Regions from separate parts of the Rattus norvegicus genome. Here region 1 is linked to region 2. Evidence: chromatin contacts called from public Hi-C data. All regions are on one chromosome and are shown on one strand. Each heading gives the region's core, a stretch centred on a gene start, on an enhancer-like site or on the middle of the called end of the contact. The rest is flanking DNA. Distances are from core to core; before and after follow the strand shown. Region 1 has its middle 64 kb from the start of Rpl15l2. Region 2 overlaps Tlk1 (tousled-like kinase 1).

Region 1 (4,069 bases), core at 55-2,554, 240 kb before region 2:
AAAGGAGCCCCCCGTCAGAGAGTCCATTTTCCCCAACAGAGAGAGGTATGTTCCTTCCTGTTCCCCACTGGAAACAATGAAACAGATTAAAAGTACGGTCTCTATTTTCACCAATTCTGAAAGTCACTTTAGAGCACTGTCTACCTGGAAACATTCTCCCAGGAAGCTCTGCTTGAAGGTTTCAAGATTCGTTAGGGGTTTCTGTTACACATATCCCGTTGTGCATTGGAACTCTCAGTTGCCGTTGACTTCTGCTCACATACTTGTGTGAGTTCCATATGCAGCGTCTCCAAACTGTAAACACATCCTGATTTCTACCATTAAGTACTTGTAAATCAATTGCTACATACTAATTGGTATGTGAAAATAGCTAGCTACCTTCCAGGGGACAAAAGCCAGAGTCACATGAACTGTCTGCACCGTCTCATCCTCTCCCAGAACTGCTTCACCCTACCTCTGTGGTTTTCCAGCTCAGGAAGGTCTGAAGCCTGAATAGATCAGCTTTGTTACCTAATTGGTTCTGATGTGTATTATGCTCCGAACGGGAGCAGAGGACTTCCCATTTGCATCCCTAATAGCCCTCTTTCAGAGCCTCTGTTAGACATCAGTAGACTACACGTTAAGGGTACTTCCCTCCTTTGTGAAAACACATAGCAAATTCCAAGCACTGGATATGTGAGGTATTATTATTAATAATAGCGTCTACAGCCTACAAAGCAGTGTGCACGCAGCACTCAACATGTACTTTTTCAATGGTTTTTGAGACACTGAGAGAAAAGCAGGACTATGCTATGGGAATGGTGTTGCCTAGGAGTCTCCCAGGGAAAGAATAGGTTCCAGGTCCCACTGAACCAAACACTTAGCTGCTCTCCCATTCAGCCTCATACAGTAGGTACTTCTCTTGGTTCCCGAGAGCCTATGATTTAGCTGTTACTGGGGCCATTTAACAGATGAGACTGGTGCTCTGAAATATTGGGTAACTGGCCCAGGATATTAGAGATATCAAGTGGCGGCGTCAGAACGGAGACCTGGAATTGCCTGACTCCAAAATCCTCATTTGTGAGCTCACAGGCTGCAGGGAGAGATGGCCGAGGAAGAGAGCCTCTGAATCAGGTGCAGAGTTGGTGGGAGCTTGGCTCAGAGGACCCTCAAGGATCCTGCTCGTCAAAGATCCCGTCATTCAGTGAAAAAAGTAGGTCACACTTGTCTGGGTTATAAAATGGAAAGGAAGGAAGGGAGGTGACCTGTGAGGAATGACAAAGCAAAAAGCCCTCAATCAGTTCTCTGCTGCTTTCTGAGTCTGCTCAGCTGTGCCCCACCCCCAAGCCCCTCCTCCCACCCCGAGACCCCACCCCCACCTCCCGCAGGCTCAGCCTTGTACTTGGCGTCCCTCCTAGCAGAGCATGCGTCACTTGCGTACTCTTCACTTTAAGTTAAAAAGAAAATTCTGTGCTTCAAGGAAGGGAAAAGGCCCTGAAAACATCTTCAGAGGGATTTGGCTGTGCTGTAACCTAAAAATCTGTGAAGTCAGGAGGTGTCAGAAATAAAGCATGCGTGAAACATCTTTATTTAAAACCTTGTATGTACATGAATGCCACATTAATGCCAATTCAAACATGAAATGTGGCTCCTTTCTTGGAATATGGTCTGGGATTTGAGAGGCGCACTCCAGCTTGCGTGTGGTTATAGATATAAATAGAAGTAAAAGAACCTGTGCATCTTCGAGGGATGTTTGTTTGTTTTGTTTTTTTTTTTTTTTTTTTTTTTTGTTCTTTTTTTCGGAGCTGGGGACCGAACCCAGGGCCTTGCGCTTCCTAGGTAAGCGCTCTACCACTGAGCTAAATCCCCAGCCCCTGTTTGTTTGTTTTTAATGAGCCTGTATTATGGCCTCAGAGCTATAGAGGAGAGTAGATGCCAAAATCTGCCATTCATTAACATATGCCTTAAATGACAGGGAAGAGGTGTTGAAGACAAAATTACTTTTTCCTTTGACTATGAATCAGCAACATGCAGCGACAAGCAAGCCATAATAGTTGCGCGGGTTAGAACCTTTAGGGGGCAGGAAAACTAGCATCAGCCGGAAAAGGCAGCAGCGCACCTGCGAGATGGATGCAGGACGCCGCAGAGCACAGCTCCCCTGAACACCACCTCAAAGGTCTCAGAGCACAGTGACCCCAGCCCCGGCAAAGCACACGGGCATGAGATGGATGGAACACATTAAAACTCCAGATGGTCGAAGCCAGCCCACCCTCAGCAGCCGCTGGAGCTGTCAGAGGCAAGCTACAGGCACGAGTACTTGGCCAAGAGTTTAAAACAACAGCTTTTGAGTTCCCATTGCCTACCGCCTCACAACCACTTAACCTTTCGTAAGGAGCAGCAGGAGCAGTGATTCTCAACCTGTGGGTCACGACCCCACCTCGGAGTTAATAGTCAATCGACCTCTTCACGGGGTTCACCTAAGACCATCGGAAAACACAGGTCTTTGGGTTACAATTCGTAACAGTAGCAAAATTACAGTTAATGAAAATAATTTTACGGATGGATGTCACCAAGACGTGAGGAACTGTACTAAAGGGTTGCAGCCTTAGTTGAGAGCCACTGAGCTACAGAGAGGCAGATGACCATTAGAGAAAGGGCGTGGGTGGGATCAGTATTAGACTTGAAGATAGCCGTGAACTTGGCATCTCAGTATTCCGTGGGTTCTGTGTCTTTTTTAAAAAGATTTATTTATTTACAAGTACACTGTAGCTATCTTCAGACAACCAGAAGAGGGCATCAGATCCCATTACAGATGGTTGTGAGCCACCAAGTGGTTGCTGGGATTCAAACTCAGGACCTCTGGAGGAGTCAGCGCTCTTAACCGCTGAGCCATCTCTCCAGCCTGTGTTCTGTATCTTAACTTTGATTTTCTCTAGCAAGCAGCTACTACGGAGAGCAGGGAGCCTGCCCCCCTAGCGGTGGGGGTGGGGGAAGAGCTTTGTTCTCAGATGTTAAAGATGACCCTAGACTCCCCGCCCCCCCAACAAACACCGACCTCATCTCTTCTGCATGGGCTGATGAGACCAGGTCCAGGAAGAATGTGCGTTTTGTTACTTGCAAAAATTCCTTGGCAATGATCTCAACCTAACGTCCCTTTTCGGAGCTACTTCCTAGTCCATTGCAGAAAAAAAAAAAATAGAAATTAATTTTTCCTCAGTTAATCTTTGTATATCAAGTATGGTTGTTTCAAAAACCACCATGGGAGGTGCACTCACCCTTCGGGCTTTTAAGGCCTTTTCACTGGGGAAAACTGCTCTAAACTGTGTGAGTTCCTAAAATTAATGATGAGATGCCGTTGAGTTGACTGCATTAGCGCGGTTTAAATTCTTCTTTTTTAATGTTCTGTACTTAGCACAAGCAACATCATTGCAATTGCTGCCTCATTTCTCTTGATTTCTGCCTCCTTGGAGTAACGCGTCTCCCTCCAGAGGCCCGTCCTGCCTAACAGAACGGTCCCACTCCATCCATCTTTCGCGGTGTGCAGCTCCCGCAGGTGAGCCGAGACCACAGCACCCCTGGGCAGCGCTGGGAACTCAGTCCTAAAAATCGCCTGAGAGAAAATGGCTGAAATTGCCTGCATAGCACGCGGCACTGGAGCAAGAAGAAATTTTCTGCCTCCAAGGATAATCGCTTCTCTCCGTTCTCACAGTTCTTCCTTCGCGGCACTCATTTATTTTAATACGTACTATATCCACTTTGAATTTCTAGGAGATGGGGCTTCTGTTGTTGTCGTTGTTGTTGTTGCGTTTTAATCCAAATGAAAGGTAAGATTCGGCATCAAGAAAGTTGTATCTCCTCGTCCTCACGTGCATGTATTCGTAATTACCCACTCTCCTCATTTGTGGTTTTCTTTCCTAATAGAATGCTTGGGCTCTGGAGACTAGTAGACAAAACTTCATTATAAGCAGCCTTCTTTTACTCTCTTTCCTATCTGCCTTCCCACCCTCGCGCACCTCCAGGTGCTACTTTCCCTGGCCAAATAGTGCAAGGAAACTCTGTGCAGATCTCCTGCTTACTTTAGAGCAGGGAA
Region 2 (4,220 bases), core at 416-2,915:
CTTTTTTTTTTTTATTTTGGTTTTATTTGATTTTTTTCAAGGCAAGGTTTCTCTTTGAAGAACAGACTGGCTTCAAACTGTCTACTTCTGTCCCCTGAGTGCTGGGAGTAAGGGTGTGTGTCACCATGAATGATTTTGTTTTGTTTTTTAAGACAGGGACTCACTCTAGTCCAAGGTAGCCTTGAATATTTAACATAGGCTGTCTCCCTCACAGTAACCCTCCTGCTTCAGGCTCCAAAGGGCTAGTAATTCAGATGTGAGGCATAGTTCTTGATGGTTATAATAATTTAGCAATAAATTAACAATGTACATATATTATATAATTTATATATTTCTTTAACATAAAGGTTTTTGGTTTAGGGTCAGGGTTGTTTTTGGGGGTTTTGTTGTTTGTTGGTTTTGAAACAAGATCTTACTATGTAGTCCTGGCTGGCCTAGAACTCACTTTGTAGACTTGCTTTAAAAGAGAAAAAGAACCAAAACCAAAATCTAAAGAAACAGAGTTGACCTAGGAAACAAAAACCCTAATGGCACTTCTGTGCCAACATGATCTTCATCTAAAGACAGTCATGCTGAATACCAGGAAGAAAGTAAGGCTAAAATGGCTTCTTACAATTTAGCCAAACAAAATTGATAACAATGTGATTATTATTCTTCCAGAGGGCTTGGGTCCAACTCCCAGCACCCATGTGGCAGCTCACAACTGTCACTCCAGTTCCAGTGGATCCAACACCCTTACGCAGACAGACTTGCAGACAAAATACCAATGCACATGAAATAAAAATAAATTGAAAATAAAGAATTTTTTAAGTAGAAATAAAACTTTGCAGCCAAGGAAAGCAGTGAGGCTATGTGTCAAGGGTGCTGCTGGAGGGTTTAACTGGAGTCAGAATGTCAGTTACCCCAGAAGTTCTGAAGATGTGCACTTCTATAAAAGTTGGTCTGCTTATAGTCTTAACTGTGCCCTTGCTTCTGGAGTTGGTGGGTTGGTATTTAGAAGGTAGAAGATCATTCGTGTTGCTGTCTCTCTTTCGAAGGCCTTCATAAGACGCTGTTTGGCTTACCGAAAAGAAGATCGATTTGATGTGCACCAGCTGGCAAATGACCCATACCTTCTGCCACACATGAGAAGATCAAATTCTTCAGGCAACCTACATATGTCTGGGCTGACAGCAACTCCCACGCCTCCTTCTTCAAGCATAATTACTTACTGACTCCTCCAAGATGGGCATGATCTCTTCTCTTTGATTGGCTTCCAGATGCATACTTGAATTTGAGTGCATTTGAGTGTTTGTGATTTTTTTTTTTAACATGGGACATGGTTAAGAAGTGTTTGTGAACTAAAGCTCTCCATGGAGTCCTTTGTGTGAGAGTGGATCATGGACAGTGACTAAGTACACACTCCTCACTGCCCTGGAGCAGCACAAAACAGGAACACCATGTTACAGTAGAACAAGGGGACTCTGTAAATAACGTTTATAATGCTTAAATATATTTGATTGTTACCAGAGAGTTCTAATAAGAAGGGTAGTTTTTCATTATTTAAGAACACATGGAAAAATGATGGGACATTTGTGACACGGGAGCTACAGTGCCTGGTACAGCGTCAGCACTCGGCAGCTGATCTACAGAAACCAAAGCAAGAGCCGAGTGGCAGCCGCTGTGTTTGCAGCAGAACGTGAGAGCTGGGGTCTTTGGACAGTTGTGGACTTTGTCATTTGCCGATTCTGGCTTTTACCAAGTTGTACCTCGAAATCACATGTCAGTGGTCCACCACCCTACCCCCAACCCCTCTTAACTGGTTTTGTTAAAGGCGAGCTGTCATTTCTGGATACTTTATACTTTTAACACAAAGAGCTGCCTATTTCAAATCAGTTGAAGTTACTAAATCATAGTATTTCCAGGGCTTTCAGTGTTTTAGAATTAACAGGCATTTTTCTTTTGTTTCTAGGCCTCGTTCATTAAAACAGGAGACAGTGTGTAACCAAAAGCAGGCCAGTCGTGTGCAAGATAATGATGAATCCCCTTCTGGCTCTATTGTAAACTACTGTACAGATGTCGATTACAATTACTGAGTTTCAGCAGCTTATTCTTGTACAAATGTTTAAAAATACTGCTTTTCTAATTGGATATTGTATTTTTTTTAAGTCTTCTTGAAGGCGCTTTAATTGCTGCTAAATGATACTGCTTTTTTGCTATAAAAATTTGAATGACCTTGAAGGCACAAGTTGACTGTACATCATAGAGAGATATTAAAAGCAGGCATTCATTAACAATCAAGGCATGTAAATGATCTACATCGGGCATATTGAGTTCTTCAAATCAGTTTTTAGGTTCTAGAGCTGTGGAACAATAGAAACTAGATTTATAAATTGTTCATGGTTATTCTACATTTCTAGAAAGTTCTTAGCATCGAGATGGGATGATAGTCCCATAGAATGTTTCTTGTGGTTTGTACAGATTTGTTAAAATGTGAACATTTTCTAACTGCCTTGTGTGGTAGAAACCAATATTTTTGGGGGATGCTATATTTCATTCTTGTAAGGATTTTTTTTTATTGTCACACTCATAATGCTGAGACTTACATGTAAGTTGTCCATGGTGCAGAAAACAGACTATCCCTGCCAGATGCCCCATACCATGTACAGTTAAACTGTGGCTCTTAGCTGGTGTTGCAAGCCATTTTGTTTGTTTGTTTTCATTGTACATAGACACACTGTCTGTTTAAGAAGCTGCTGGAATTATAGAGAATGTAGCCAAACAGTAATAAACAACGACAGCAAAATGTAAAGATGTGGAAGATTACGTTCAAAGAGCCCGAAGGTTTAGGTTACTAACTGAGCTTCATAAAGGCAGATGAAGATGTCCTTAAGACAAGCATGAAGTGTTTCAGGCTTAAAAGCAGTGTTTGGAAAAAAATATAAATAAGAGTATCAGAAACAACTTACCCATGTTTTCCACAGTTTTTCCAAATGTAGATTTAAATAGCCTACTAGTGCTTGGGCTCAGTGAACCAGTATCAGCTTCGTGTAGAACTGGTGCTTGTTGCTGAATAATTTCCATGTTTCCACCCATCTGTTTTGAGTATTAGTTGTTTTCTTGTCTTGTGGAGTCTGCACTGACTGCAGGTAAAGTGCACAGTTCTCATCCTTGAAAGCAGCTGTACCGATGGGTTGTAGTCCATTGGGAGGGGAGAGTGCTGCACTGAGCTCGTGGAAGTTCAGTCCCCAGCACACTGCTCCCCCAAAACCAGTAAGTACAGGCACTTCGGTAAACACTTGGATGTTGAAAGGATGCAGAAGCTGCCGTGGTGATGGGGCGGGGGGCGGGAGACATGCGGTTGGCTTTCCTTGTGGCCACCCACTTTCCCTACTTGAGTTTAAATGTGAACAAACTCACCAGGTCCTTCTCTAGTTTGACTGTAAATTTCCATGTTTTTAAAGAAGTTTTTCCTCTGAGTACATGAAATTTCAGTGTTTTGAATATTTAGACTAATTCTAAAACTGCTTTGGCCGCTAGTTCCTAAGTTGAATTTTTGGATGTTGACTCATTCTATAGTGGTTTTGAGTGTGTATAGCCTGTCCATTTGTATCTGAATTGGCTTTCCCAGCCAAAATACATCTCCAGTTATCTTACTTCCTTTTCCCCATTAATTAATTTATCTAGAGCCTGGTTATGTTGTCCAAGCTGGCCTCAAAGTTGATAGCAATCCTCCTGCCTCAGCCTCCAGAATGCTGGGATTGTATGTGTGGTCTACTCCACTCCCTCTAGTGGTTTGAATAAGTTTGGTCCCCATTGATTAATGTGTTTGAGTGGTTGGCACATAGGAAGTGGCACTATTAAGAGGTAGGTATGACCTTGTTGAAGGAAACGTGTCACTATGGAGGTGGGCTTTGAGGTCATATGTGTGCTTAAGCTCCACCCAGTCTGGACCAGTCTATTTGGATGCTTTCGGATCACGACGAAGAACTCTCAGCTATTTCTCCAACACCATGTCTGCCTGCATGCCACCATGATAATAATACTGGACTGAAACTGTAAGCCAGCCCCAGCTGAGGGTTTTTCTTTGTAAGAGTCACCTTGTTCACAGTGTCTCCTAAGATGTGGGTCTCCCTGCCCTCACGGATCATAGGCCGACTTGGTCCACAGGGGCAAAGATAGCAGAGATGTTGAAAGGGTTGGAGTTTGGAAGCCCTGGGAGTATGTACAGTGGATGACCA

The links. A called contact is a pair of places that touch in the nucleus more often than the background predicts.
Region 1: a Hi-C map of frontal cortex shows a contact between it and region 2, with 1.5 times the contacts expected there. The contact joins two enhancer-like sites. A contact is called at or near these places in 2 of 12 Hi-C or Micro-C datasets (Schwann cells and frontal cortex).

What each region holds. Positions count from the first base shown.
Region 1 is chr3:76,170,381-76,174,449 of GRCr8, reverse strand. It overlaps a transcript of Mettl8 not described here. Among named protein-coding and RNA genes, the nearest start is that of Rpl15l2, 64 kb to the right of the region's middle. Within about 2 kb of position 1,304, at least 12 of the 93 cell types and tissues checked have an H3K27ac peak or open chromatin away from gene starts, as enhancers often do.
Region 2 is chr3:75,927,551-75,931,770 of GRCr8, reverse strand. It overlaps Tlk1 (tousled-like kinase 1), which reads left to right. Exons shown (of 20, transcript NM_001395018.1): 20 at 1,038-3,468. The coding sequence ends at 1,214. Among named protein-coding and RNA genes, the nearest start is that of Gorasp2, 47 kb to the right of the region's middle. Within about 2 kb of position 1,665, at least 23 of the 93 cell types and tissues checked have an H3K27ac peak or open chromatin away from gene starts, as enhancers often do.